Linked DNA regions of Mus musculus: regions 2 and 3 are each linked to region 1. A link is a contact called in public Hi-C and HiChIP or PLAC-seq data. All regions are on one chromosome and are shown on one strand. The core of a region is the stretch at or near the end of the contact, and the rest is flanking DNA. Distances in the headings are between cores, read along the strand shown. Region 1 overlaps 4930565D16Rik (RIKEN cDNA 4930565D16 gene). Region 2 overlaps Trim2 (tripartite motif-containing 2). Region 3 overlaps Arfip1 (ADP-ribosylation factor interacting protein 1).

What was found. A called contact is a pair of places that touch in the nucleus more often than the background predicts. HiChIP or PLAC-seq counts read pairs in DNA pulled down with a chosen protein or histone mark.
Region 2: an H3K4me3 HiChIP or PLAC-seq map of bone marrow-derived macrophages shows a contact between it and region 1, with 4 times the contacts expected there. The contact joins two enhancer-like sites. A contact is called at or near these places in 1 of 39 promoter capture datasets (liver), 3 of 115 datasets of contacts at active chromatin or transcription factors (bone marrow-derived macrophages, embryonic basal ganglia and pancreatic cancer cells) and 4 of 9 other capture datasets (adipose tissue, embryonic stem cells, liver and 1 more).
Region 3: a contact with region 1 is called in a Hi-C map of bone marrow-derived macrophages, with 8 times the contacts expected there. The contact joins two enhancer-like sites. A contact is called at or near these places in 1 of 39 promoter capture datasets (embryonic stem cells), 11 of 15 datasets of contacts at CTCF or cohesin (CD8 T cells, the G1E-ER4 cell line, the NIH/3T3 cell line and 6 more), 260 of 484 Hi-C or Micro-C datasets (the 63-12 cell line, the AML12 cell line, B cells and 125 more), 58 of 115 datasets of contacts at active chromatin or transcription factors (the 230-238 cell line, CD4 single positive thymocytes, CD8 T cells and 40 more) and 4 of 9 other capture datasets (adipose tissue, embryonic stem cells, embryonic tail and 1 more).

The regions. Positions count from the first base shown.
Region 1 is chr3:84,353,929-84,358,521 of GRCm38.p6, reverse strand. The region is part of intron 3 of 4930565D16Rik (RIKEN cDNA 4930565D16 gene); the gene reads left to right. Among named protein-coding and RNA genes, the nearest start is that of 4930565D16Rik, 24 kb to the left of the region's middle. Within about 2 kb of position 1,976, at least 45 of the 459 cell types and tissues checked have an H3K27ac peak or open chromatin away from gene starts, as enhancers often do. A contact at or near this core is called in the CH12 cell line and bone marrow-derived macrophages, where this site is marked.
Region 2 is chr3:84,166,858-84,171,221 of GRCm38.p6, reverse strand. Trim2 (tripartite motif-containing 2) reads left to right here. Exons shown (of 12, transcript NM_001271727.1): 11 at 3,430-3,570. Among named protein-coding and RNA genes, the nearest start is that of Mnd1, 13 kb to the right of the region's middle. Within about 2 kb of position 1,556, at least 28 of the 459 cell types and tissues checked have an H3K27ac peak or open chromatin away from gene starts, as enhancers often do. A contact at or near this core is called in bone marrow-derived macrophages, where this site is marked.
Region 3 is chr3:84,545,236-84,549,463 of GRCm38.p6, reverse strand. Arfip1 (ADP-ribosylation factor interacting protein 1) reads left to right here. Exons shown (of 9, transcript NM_001081093.2): 2 at 1,429-1,530. The coding sequence starts at 1,438. Among named protein-coding and RNA genes, the nearest start is that of Gm35410, 35 kb to the left of the region's middle. Within about 2 kb of position 2,308, at least 33 of the 459 cell types and tissues checked have an H3K27ac peak or open chromatin away from gene starts, as enhancers often do. A contact at or near this core is called in the CH12 cell line and bone marrow-derived macrophages, where this site is marked.

The DNA.
Region 1 (4,593 bases), core at 727-3,226:
CTCATGGTATCCTGTAATTTCAGTTCCAGGGAATCTTCTGCCCTCCATGGGTACAGTCACACATGTTTTTCCCCAATCTATTTACATAAAATAACAATAATTACAATTTCTTAAAATCTTGATTAGGTTTGGAAGTATTAAATTAAGAGTATTTGCATCTATGTCCATTAGAAATCTTGATCTATAGAGCTCTCTTTTCTGTTGCGTCCTCTGGTTTTGGTGTCAGGATCAGGTTGGCTTCTGAGAATGAGTTTAGTATTTATGAGTTTAGTGTGAGGATAATAGTATCCCTTCCCTTACTGTAGTCTGAGGAGCATTCGTGTTAATTCATTGAAAGTCTGGATTTTAGCTATGATTCTATCTGCTCCTGGTTTCTCTCTGTTGGGAGACTATAACTGCTCTAATAGCATCACTCAGAATAGACCTGTTTGAGCTGTTAGCATCCTGCTGGTTTCGTATTGGTAGACCACAGGTGGCTAGCGATTTCTCCAGGGTTTTGAAGTGTTGCTCGATGATGCTCTGGGTTTTATCTGTATCTGTTGAAGAGTAGCTGTTCTCATCTCTCTTCTTTCTGCTGGCTTACATAAGGTGGTTGGTGATCTTGTCCATCTTTTCAAGGAATCAATTCTTTGTTTCCTTGATTTATTCAAGACACTCTCTCACAGACATGGCCACAGGCCAGTGTGATCTGGGCAATGCCTTCATCACCAGTGGTGTCAGGTTGACAATAATAAGCAAGACAACTCTTTGCAGCCAACGCTTCTTAATGTTCTCTCTAATTTGAGCACATTACTTTTCTTTCATCCTTCACCCTGTTCATCAAGGTCCAGGTTCCTCGCTATGTGATCTCCCTTCTTCCGCTCTCTTGGGGTAGCCATTTTCTGCAGTTCCCTTCCTTTGTTCCCTTCTCCAACCCTCTTTGGCTGCCACATTTCTGCTCACGCAGTCGCCCGAAGGAAAACCACACCCCAGGTGAATCTCCACTTCTGTTCCCATTCCTGATGCAGACGTCTTGCTGCTCCCTTGCATGTCCGACCATTGCCTCCAGATAGCCTGCCTCAGACAAGTTCACCCCAAATCTTCTTCCCTGATCATCCCTTGCCTGTTACCTCCCTATGAAGCTCCCTGTAACTCCAGCCTGAAGTCATGGAACCCTCATCGTCTCCTTTCCCCATCCCCTTTCCCATAAAACCACATACCGTGTTTTGTCAGTCTCCAGCGCGTGTTTTCTATGATCCTTCCTCTCATGACTCACTCTTAAAAAAAAAAAAGATGTATTTATACTTTTCAATTTATCCATGCGCATGTATGTATGTGTGTGTGTGTGTGTGTGTGTGTGTGTGTGTGTGTGTGTGAATGCTCAGGCATACATGTATGTGCATATCTACAGAAGCTATAAGAGGATACCAGATCCCCCAAAACTGGAGTTATAAGAGTCTATGGGTGATGGGAACTGAACTTGGGTCCTATGCAAGAGTATCTAACGCTTTTAAACATGGCACCATCTTGCCAAACTCCCTCCCATCACCACCGTTACGTTACTGCTTTTGCCTTGAGATGCCTTGGTTCGTGTGTGTGTGTGTGTGTGTGTGTGTGTACACGCATGCACGCACATCCATGTCATAGAGTATGTGTGGAGACCAGAAGACTACTTCTAGGAGTCAGTTCTCTCCTTTACCACGTACATCCTGGGACTAAGCTCGAGCCTTGCTGGTAGGCACTCTCACCCACTTCCCCATCCTCTTGGCCCTTGGTTTCTATTTCAACATCTTTTCATTCATTCGCCTCACTGACACTAGGCTAATGTTGCTTAGTATATAGCAATAAAGAACAAAACCAGTTTTAGTAAAACTACCCGCTGATTACTTTGAGATTGTTGACTGTGAAATTCAGAGCTCTTAACTGAATTGAAGTACGTTGAATCTGGCTGGAGAATCTGTACTCTCTGGCTCTAACTCATTTGCATACCCCGTGTCTCAGTTACACACACTGCCATTTTCCAAGCTGTGTCCTGCAACACAATAGTGACCTTCAGGAAGGGAATACTGTCCCTTAATTAAAAAACGTTCTGTGGTGATTGCGTTTAACCAAAGGCGAACTGTTTTCTTGCACAACCTCTCAAAGCCTTGACTATGCTGCCACATATAGATACTGTGAGCCTTCAATTGAGAGGAAAATTATATGCTATTTCTCAACACTGTTTGAACATGAAATCCCATTTAAGGGGCCACCATTATCTCACAAGATACCACTGTTCCAAGAAACACATTTTCAACCGAGCAAACACAGGCACCTCTTTATTCCCAAACACTCAGATTCTCACACAGTCCTCTCAGATCAAGCCAGTGTTTCTCCGTGAAGGCTGCCCTCCAGGGGACATTTAGCAATCGCTCTGGCAAGCGCAGTAGGGAGCTCCACCCCCTGTGTGGGAGGAGCCAGGGCTGTGGCTACATCTTCTAGAATATCCAGGCCAGGCCCCCCAACAGCCAAGAATGATTCAGAGGAAACATCAGCGTGTGTAGCTCACTCTCCTCTTCTCTCTCTCTCTCTCTCTCTCTCTCTCTCTCGGTTTCTCTGTATAGCCCTGGCTGTTCTGGAGCTCACTCACCAGGCTGGCCTCGAACTCAGAAATCTGCCTGCCTCTGTCTCCCAAGTGCTGGAATTAAAGGTGTGCACCACCACTGCCCAGCTCTCCTCTTTATCCCCAAAGCTGTATCCATGTCTTCAAGGCCAGAGCCAGCATTTCCTCTGCTGCAATGCCTGGATCCTACAACTTAGATTGTCTCCTCGAACCTGTGCTTTGTAGCATGTGTTGAGTTCTTTCCTTAATTATACATATTTGTGCATGTCTATAACATTTCACCCTGGATTGTCACATCACCGCGAGGGGACAACATTGTGATCTTTTCCTTGCTCCATCTAAAAAGCTATCATAGTGCCAACAAGATCTTACTCAGTGAAATCTTTCACCCCGGAAACCTCCTCACCCTCATGCTCTGGTCAGTACCCCTATGCATTCCCCCCACGACTTTCCTTTTCTTTCTGTGTCTGTAGCCATTCCACAGTTCATTGTGTGGCTCCAGGTGGTTACACCATCCGGGAGAAGAGATGGCATCCTGGAGAAGAGAGAGCTGCCCCCTGACTTCACACAGGCCTCAGTTCCACATCCTGCTTCTCTATCCTATTCCGACAAAAGATTTTCATTCCTGGGAACTGGAGCGAAGGTGACTCTGCTTCTTGGGTTTTGGGAAAGATTCAGGTAGATGTATAAGGCACCTGGATCATCGTGGATGCTCAGTGATGGGCTCTAGGATGTAATTCAGTGAAAGAACACAAACTTAGTACACCACAGCTCCCAGTTCAGTCTTCAGCAAGTACACACACACACACACACACACACACACACAGACAGACACACACAGAGACAGACACACACAGACACACACACACAGACACACACACACACAGACACACACACACACACCACAATGTCTGAAGGGTCTCTCTTGACCCAGTCAGCTGCATGGGCTTTTCTTGTATTGATCAGAAAGCTCTAAACACTGAAATTCTCTGCCACAAGGCTCTAAATACCTATAGCTGGTTCATTGCACAGTGTGTGTTACCATCTTTCTCAGATACTTACTTGCACTTCTTCCCAAACTATCAGTTGTTGATAAGTGGCCCATATGCTGCACTTTGAGCAAGCCTGCGTATCCCAGCTCCATCTCTGGTTCATAGTTTCCCCACTGCTTACCTACATCAATCACATCAGCTTTCTGTGATGGCGACAAGAACAAAACAAAACAAAACAAAAACGGCAAACAAACAAAAATCCCAGCTGTACTGGCTAGTTTTGTGTCAATTTGACACAGGCTGGAGTTATCACAGAGAAAGGAGCTTCAGTTGGGGAAATGCCTCCATGAGATCCAGCTGTAAGGCATTTTCTCAATTAGTGATCAAGGGGGGAGGTCCCCTTGTGGATGGGACCATCTCTGGGTTGGTAGTCTTGGTTCTATAATACAGCAGGCTGAGCAAGCCAGGGGAAGCAAGCCAGTAAGGAACATCCCTCCATGGCCTCTGCATCAGCTCCTGCTTCCTGACCTGCCTGAGTTCCAGTCCTGACTTCCTTTGGTGATGAACAGCAATGTGAAAAGTGTGAGCTGAATAAACCCTTTCCTCCCCAACTTGCTTCTTGATCATGATGATTGTGCAGGACTAGAAACCCTGACTAAGACACCAACCAACACCAGCACTCCCGATATCCAGCTTGTAAGGAGATTGGTGTATTTGTCTTAGCTTCCCAGGTTCCATCCACAGTTGCACAGTCCTGTCGCCTTGGGCCTGTAGCAGCCCAGTACTTCATGGTAGGAAGCAAACAGAGGGAAAGGAAGAGCCTGGGCCACTGTCTCTTTCAGTGCATACCTCCAGTGGCCAACCCTTCTTTCACAAGGCCCCAGTTCTCCACCACATCCCCGTAATGCTGTGGGTGGGGACTGGGCCTTTGGGAGGCTCTCCAGCTCACTGCTGTGTGTATAGCACTACCCATGACAGAGGCCCATCCTCAGCCCTTCCTCATCTCCAGGTGTTGTTCTT
Region 2 (4,364 bases), core at 307-2,806, 190 kb after region 1:
AATTCACCTGCCTCTGCCTCCCAAGTGCTGGGATTAAAGGTGTGCGCCACCACGCCTGGCAAACATGAAGGTTTTAATATGGACTTACATACTTGGAGATAAAATATGATGGACATCAGTTTCTTAATTGGAAACTGAGATGATGAGAATGATTTAAAGATTTGTAAAACAGTTGCTTGGACATAGAGACAGAAGTGACAGAAGTGTGTATGTTTCTAGAAGGAGGAGGATTTCCTGAGGGCTGGGGGCTGCAACTCAATGATAGTCTTAGTTAGGATTTTACTGCTGTGAACAGACATCATAACCAAGGCAACTCTTATAAAAGAGAACATTTAATTGGGGCTGGCTTACAGGTTCAGAGGTTGAGTCCATTATAATCAAGGTAGGAGCATGGCAGCATCCAGGCAGGCATGGTGCAGGAGGAGCTGAGAGTTCTATGAGCTGATCCAAAGGCAGCCTGAAGAAGACTGTCCTTCCTGTACTTAGGAGCCTCGAATCCACCCCCACAGCGACACACTTCCTCTAACAAGGCTACACTTCCTAATGGTGCCACTTCCCACGGGCCAAACATCTTCACACCACCACAATAATACAGTATGGGCTTAGCATGTACCAGGGGCCAGGCTCGATCTGTTGCACCAACATTATTAAACAACTCCATACAAGTATAAAAAGCAAAGCTATAAAAACGATTTCAGCTCTTAGATTGTCTTCATCTGAGAACTGTTTAAGTCAATAGCATTAGGTGAGATGCAGAAAATATAAAATGTTTGTGATTATCAAAGTTCTAGAAGTGATGGTTTCAGAATCTAGAGATTATTTCAACTCTTTAAGCTCACTTTTCATCTTAAAGAAATGATAGCATTTGCTTTGTTTTTTTCCTCTGTGACAGCTGTTGTATGGTATGCATGAGTTTTTTTTTCCCCATGACACAGCAGTTAGCAGTAACTCTAAATTCAAGTGATTTCTTGCTTAATAAATATGATATCTATAAGTCAGAGTTAGTAAGTAGTCTACTATAGGTTTTTTAAAAAATGGTTTTATTGTTTTAGCAGTGTTTTGGGGGGGGCATTTATTAGTCTGGGATTCTACAGATACTCTGGGTTTTACTTTCCTGTGTATGCACACTTATGATACAGTTTAATTCATAAATATGATAAAGGGAACCATTGTGTCAGCTTTCTGCTGCTGTGATCCGATACCAGAGAATAACAACGTCAAGGAGCAAACGTTTATTTTGGTTCATGGTCTCAGAGCTTCAGTCCTAATGACTTGCAGAGACTAAAAGAAAGTGAGGCACAGCTAGGGCTAAGTTATACCCTCTGAGTCCTCCCGTCTGTGACCTACCACCTCTAGATAGGCTAGATCGCCTTCAGCTTCTGCTGCCTCCTACTGGTCCATTCAGTGATGACCCCATCAGTGCATTAGATCCATTGATGAGGTCAGAGCCTTAGGATCCACTCGCTTCCTAGAAAGCTCACCTCTGAATATCCCAGCATTTGGGACTGAACCTTCAGCACATGAACCTATGAAGACATTTCAGATCCAAACCACAGCAGCAATGAACAGTGATGACTAATTATACATCAGAACAAGTATAACGGTGGCATCCTGCTGTAGCTGTGATCTGAAACTGTGACTTCTGGAACTTTCCACTCCTTTCCTGCCGCAGTTGCAGGAAACTGAGTAAAGCTGCAGCTGGGCAGAGGAACGGCTTTCCTTTTGCTTTCACCACAAGTTGACTAAGCGAGGGGGTACTGGGGGGCATGCCTGTGATTCCCAGCACTTGCAAGGCAAAAAGCAGAGGTGCTGGCAGGGGGCAGGAGGATCAGGAACTGGAAGCAGCCTAGGCTACATCAAGACCCTCTCCCATGAACAACAAAAATAAAGCAAAGTCTGTGTTTTAATTCCAATGTGAAGGAGATGTACTTAAGCCGAGTAAATTACACTGGGTGAACAAGTAAGCAAGGACCACCAAAAGGATCATGTGCAGGAATTACTACAGAAGGAGCTCAGGGTAACAGCGTCCTTACCAGCCCCACACATGCTCGCTGGTCTCTGAAGTTACATTGTTGCGTATAAGTGGCTATGTGACTAGAATTCAGGAAGCCTTTCAAATTCTTCCTCTTTTTCCTTCCCCTTCTCTCTCCCTCATTCCTTCCCCTCTCTTCCCTTTTCCTTTCCCTTCCCTCTTTTTTCTTATTGCTGACGATGAAACTCAAGGTTTCATACAGGCTAGGCAAAGTGTGCCCGCTGCCTTCCCAGCCTGCATCAAGGCATTCATAACCTAATGTATTAGTGAGAACTGCCTGTGCTTCTTTCTAAGGTGCCAGAAAGGACTCAAAGGACCTGAGGCCATCCTCAAATCAGATCGGTGCTCAAAGCTGTGACCTCTCTGAGGTCCACACATGAGCAACCTTTACTCTAAAGGCTGCCCTGACTGCAACACTTCTTGATTTGTTAGTTAGTACTTCCATACATTTAAGCAGCGTCATAATGGATATGTAAAATAACATCCCAAGAACATTTCAGAGCTATTAAGTATCATCTGAAGCATCAAGATACAATTGTTCCCTATAGCCTCATTAGATACATTGAATGAATTTAACATTGTCATTAAAATTTTCATTCCAAAACCTGTAACCTATATTTGTATCGTGTATCACAATTATACAAATATTTAGTAAACCACAGTAACTGATCGATCAGTCATGCCAGGCATGAGAGACCATCTCCTTAAGAGCTCTGTTCATCCCTCACTTGGAACAGCCTCAGTTGGTTCTAGTAGTGAAAGCCTTTGGGGTTATAAACTCACTATTTAGCTATAGCACCCTCTGAGGGAAATAAAACAGCCCCTGCTATTCTTCACCCATGAACATGGTTTGTTCACGCCCTTGTTGACACACATAATGCCTATAATCCTAAGTATGAGTCTTCTTGTTCTTGTTATGTTGATATAGTAAAAATGGTAATAAACCCTGAATATTTGGTCTAACAAAAACCTAATCCAAACTGAATGACAACCCATCTGCTAGAGACATAGTGCCCATTTTTGAATTTTTATTTATTTAGTAAATAAAGCTACTTATTTGAAGATAATATTTAGTGTTTTAAAATAAATAGTTTAAGTTTTATTCAGAATATCTTATAGCATATTGTATTTTGTAATTTATAAAAAAAAAACCCCAAGTATGTAGTAACCAGTTGTAAATGGCAGAAAAAGAAGAGTAATTTAATAAATAATAAATGAGATTGCATAGGCTTTGGGAACCACAAGCTACAGGAGGCTAGTATATAGACGACTTTCCTCAGTCTTTTCTCAAGTCACAGGTCTCATTATAAATAACTTGCTTTGACAGCTATTTAAGAAAAAAGCAATGTAGCTGGGTCAGCTATTTTTAAATAAAAGTTTTTCAATATTTCATACAGGTATTTAATCAGGAAGGAGAATTCATGTTGAAGTTTGGCTCCAATGGAGAAGGAAATGGGCAGTTTAATGCACCAACAGGTGTGGCCGTGGACTCAAATGGGAACATCATTGTGGCTGACTGGGGGAACAGCAGGATCCAGGTACACCAGCTCTTCTCAGGAGCGTGTCAGCAGGGGGGATTGAAGGTGCCCATCCTAGAACCCAGGATGCTTCTCCTTCTGGTTAAGTCATTAAACCGTAGATAACCTCACATGAAGGACCAAACACCCAAACAGGAAAGGTACCTTTTTTGGTTTGAATATTGTTCTCTTCAGACCCCTAAAGGGCCCATGGCTGGGATTCAACGTAGCCGTTGAACAAAAAGGTACTACGTGGGTGTTTTACTCATCTCAAAGTGAAGAATCAAGTTTTCTTAATTGTGAGTACGGGCAAATTATGATTGTCACTAAGAAAAACCACACACACACACACACACACACACACACACACACACACACAGAGAGAGAGAGACACGCACACTCGTGTCTCATTACAGTTGTCCCAGACACTCCACACTGTTGTTTATGTTCATTGTGACCATGACATCTTTTCATTTCATGTGCCAGTTAGCAAACATCCAAAACCTGATATGGTGACACTTGCCCATACCCCCAGTACATGGGGAAGTAGAAAAAGAAAGATAAGTAATTCAGGTTGTCTTCATCTATGTAGAAAGTTCAAGTCCAGCTTGACTGACTTCAAGCCTTATAGATGGTTATACTACACATATTTAATTTTGTGTATTTTTTCATTTCTTTAAGACATAGTCTATATAGCCCAAGTTGACTATGAACTCCCTGTATAATCAAGAAAATAATTGAGACTATCAGTGTAATGATTTTACTTTCCACATATATATTTCTCTTATGTATATATTTCCCATGTATATAAGATC
Region 3 (4,228 bases), core at 1,059-3,558, 190 kb before region 1:
TCAACTGGACAGCTGAGGAGAGGAGAGGGAGCTCTTTTAGGTTGGTGACGTCCTAGAAAGCAGGACTCTTGCAGTTGAGAGCTCAATAGGGATTGCTTGTTTGTTTGTTTGTTTGTTTGTTTTTCAAGACAGGGTATCTGTCCAGGCTGGCCTTGGAACTCAGAGATCCACATGCCTCTGTCCCCAAGTACTGTGACTAAAGGTCCCACCAACCAGCTAAGCCTACAAGTTTTTGGTTTTTGGTTTTTTTTTTTTTTTGAAATCTCTTTTTAAAAATATCTTTCAGAGAATACTCATTGATTTTCTTTTTCCAGTGTTAATGATCAAATCCAGAGTCTTGCTAATAAGTTTCTTAATTGTATTTTTTGACTCAGGTCCATAGGTTAGTTGTACATGTATACACACAGTTATAATTAGTTGTTCATTATGGTTTTGTTAACCACACTGTAAGTGAGACAGTAGCTAGACTCAGGTGTCAGCATTAAAACACATGTCCATTGGGAGTTACTTATCTATCCCTGACAAATAATTACCCCAGGGTCATTTTTTTAGTGTCTATCCTTGTTAAAATATAAAGAATGAGAAACACTTTTAAAGACATCAGTGACTAACAACTAGTAGGGAGGAAACATGGTCATTAGTTCTTAATGGAAAGTTGAATCAACTTGGTTTACTTTGAAGATTTAAAAATTTTAAAGTTGGTAAAAGTAATTTTAAGATTCTTTGTATAAAATTCTCACATTAATTTTTCAGAAAAACCTTAAAATCATTGCTGAAGTGCAACTGTTTTAACAATAATAATTGATATTCTGCTGTTGTTTAATTTCTGAAAAATTATACTTCATGTGGTTATAAAATTAAGGATTATGTTTTTAACTATTGCTTTGCTTTTTGAACTGTAAAACTAGAGGATAAAACTTTAGTTCTTCTGATTTACATATTTAAAATTTTTGTTATAGTAAGAAAATTTTTTCCTGTAGACAGAAGCTTATTTTGAAGTCCATTAAATAAGACAAGTAGACCCTCTTTGTATAAATTATACACCAAACATGGCTTTCTGAAGTATTTCTTATATTATGAGTGGTATCTATCATAATTCTAAGAGGCAAGGAAGATGCTCCTGGTATTTGTCATCTGTAACTTTTCTTTAAATCAAGGAATCTAGATTGAATACAAAGAAAGCAGCCAGGTACATTTATCTTACTGTATTGTCATCATGTAGAATATATATGAAAATAATATATAGATAATGTATCAAGTTATACAAATATTAGATTGGTAGATAGTAAGTGTATGTGACTAAGTTTTTAAAATATGCCTTTTATAGTTTGGCATTAGTATGGCTTTTTCTCTTCTCTTTAAAAAACATTTATTTATTTATTTATTTATTTATTTATTTATTTATTTATTTATTTATTTTAAATGTAGGTGTCTGCCATGGCTCAAGAATCTCCCAAAAACTCTGCAGCAGAAATCCCAGTAACTAGTAATGGAGAAGTTGACGATGCTCATGAGCATGGCTACAATAGGGTAAGAATACTTTACTTTCGGTTAATGTAGAGAATCGTGGCACACTTTTGCCAATAATTTGAGGATTATTGGATAGGCTGTGGCTCTGGTTTGTCAAGGTTAAGCTTTGCTGCTTAGCTCACTAATAGACAACCTATGAAAAACCCTAAACATTTATGTCAGTAACCAGAATGACAATGTATCTTGCAGTTTTGGCATATAATTTTATATAGTTTTTATTTTACTTTGATAAGAAAAAAGTGTATTTTACCCTTTAAAATATTATTTATAAATATTAGTACATTCTTTTAAAATGTAGCAGCAGCATCTCACTGGTTTTAAAAGGTACTTAATTCCTAAGAGGCTGGTTTTGATTTTGCTGTTGTTTTGCTATTTTGAGTTGCTGTGATAAAGTACCATGACCAGAAAGGGCTCGTGGAAGTGAGAGATTATTTCGGCTATGGCTCTAGAATGTTAGTCCATTGTGGGTGGGGAGTCCTGGCCCAGAGGTCGGAGCCGGAAGCTGGCAGATCAAATTTCTGCCCACACACAGGAAGTGTAAATTTAGAACAGGAAGTATGGTGAGGCTGTAAACTCTAAAGCCCATCCCCAGGCTCTGCCTCATACAGGCTCCCTAACCTCCTCAAGCAGTGCCATCCACTGGGACCAGGGTTCAGACACGTGAGCCCATGCGGGGCGTGTCTCATTAGGTCCAGCAGAGCAGTTAACATCCTGAAGGTGGACAGTCGACTCAGAAGGAAACTGAGGCTGGAGGTGCAGTTTTTGTGTGCATTTGTGCTGGGATTGAGGCTGAGACCTTGTGAGTGGTAAGCGTAGTCTCTACCACTGAGCTACAGCCCTGACCTAGTGCAATTAATTTTGCTCTGCCTCTGAATTCAGTTTAATGCATTCTAATGAAACACTATGAGATTGGAAATAATCTGGGTTCAGATTTCAGCTGTGTCATTTCTAACAGTGAAACCTTGATAGTGTTTCTATATAGAAATATTTTCTTTTATTAGGATATTAATAGTAAGTAAGATGAGTAATGAGCCTTATAAAGTCAGAAATGATGGTGATACTTTTGATTTCTGAGATTAAACATTCTTCTAATGACATTTGATACAAATGTACAACTTTAAGGAAAAATATGGCTCTGTGGTCTTAAAAAGTTTTTGTTTTATTAGGTTGTTTGCTTGCGTGCTTGCTTAGACAGGGTCTCACTGTGTAGCCCTGGCTGGCCTGGAGCTCACAGAGATATGCTTGCTTCTGCCTCCTGAATTCTGGGATTAAATGTACACACCAACATCTCTCTCTCTCTCTCTCTCTCTCTCTCTCTCTCTCTCTCTCTCTCTCTGTGTGTGTGTGTGTGTGTGTGTGTGTGTGTGTGTGTTTACTTGAAAAACTAGTGGTTGAAAAGTTTTTAAATTATCTTATAATTCTGTTATGCTTCTGCTTCCTATTTAAGAATGCAACCTTTCTGTGATATTTTAGCTCAGGACTCTGAGTCGGTGCCAGCTCATTCTCAGTTGTGGTCTGTGAGCCATCTTTGTAGGTACCAGGGGCACCACCTTTCTTTTCTACTGGCAGCCTCACCTTTGTATATTGCTCAGTGCCTGTAAGGGTGGGGAAATGCACTTCTGGTTGGGAACTACTATTTTAGATAGCTCTTTGTGATAGTCTTCAAGCCTGAGATTTATCTTAGTTTTTTTCTACTGCCAGGACAGAATACTTGAGAATGAATAATTTATAAAGAAAAGAAGCTTGGAAGGGAGAGAAGACCGAAGAGCTAAATAGTTTGTAATAACGTGTTGAGAGAATTCATTCAGTTTCATGAGAAAGCCATTCATGTCTCTTAGAAGCCTCACTTTAACATTACAGCATAAATGGCAGCATGAATTTCACCCAGGACAGACCACAGTTACACTAGTTATTTATTTTACTTGACAATTACTTTAATTGGGCTTCTGAGCATGTGTAGTCCAAAATAGTGTAACTGAAGGAAGACTTGGATTCTGAGCACACAGTTAAATCTCTTACCTCTAAGATAAGCCTGCATGATAAGGAAACTCAAGTTACTGTCATTAACCAATTACTTAATAAATATCTATTAGAACAGATACTCACTGTACCAAATATTTAATTCTTTTTTCTTCCAAATTTTGATAACTACTTTAGCACATATATTCTGTGAATATTTACTAAGTAGCTGCTGTGTACTACACAAGGCACTGGAGATACAGCAATGAAAAAAATACCTACTGCAAGAGAATTGATATCCTTAAAGCCTATCTGAAGGTGAATCATCCCAGCGCTTGGGAGCAGATCCAGAAGGATTGCTGCAAGTTCTATGCTACCTTATTTACATAGAAAGTTATAGGCCAGCATGGCCTACAGATTAAGATTCTGTCTCAACAGAAACAAACAACAAAAATAGCTAATGAAAGTAGAAGACCTGTGTTCACTGAAAATGCACTATATTCAAAGGATGTTAGGCATTATCTCAGTGGTGGAGTGTGCTCAACAAACTCAGTGCAAAAAGTAAAATAAAAAATTGAAATTAGGTTTAGTGTTGGAAAGATCACCACAGCCTATTCTCTTTCTTAAAACTTCTTGTTATTAGAGTCTGGCTTACACACAGGGAAAGCTCCAGTGTGAACACCACTGACTAAGGACTCAGTACATTTCCAGGAACTCAGACCATTCACTCATTGCCTGT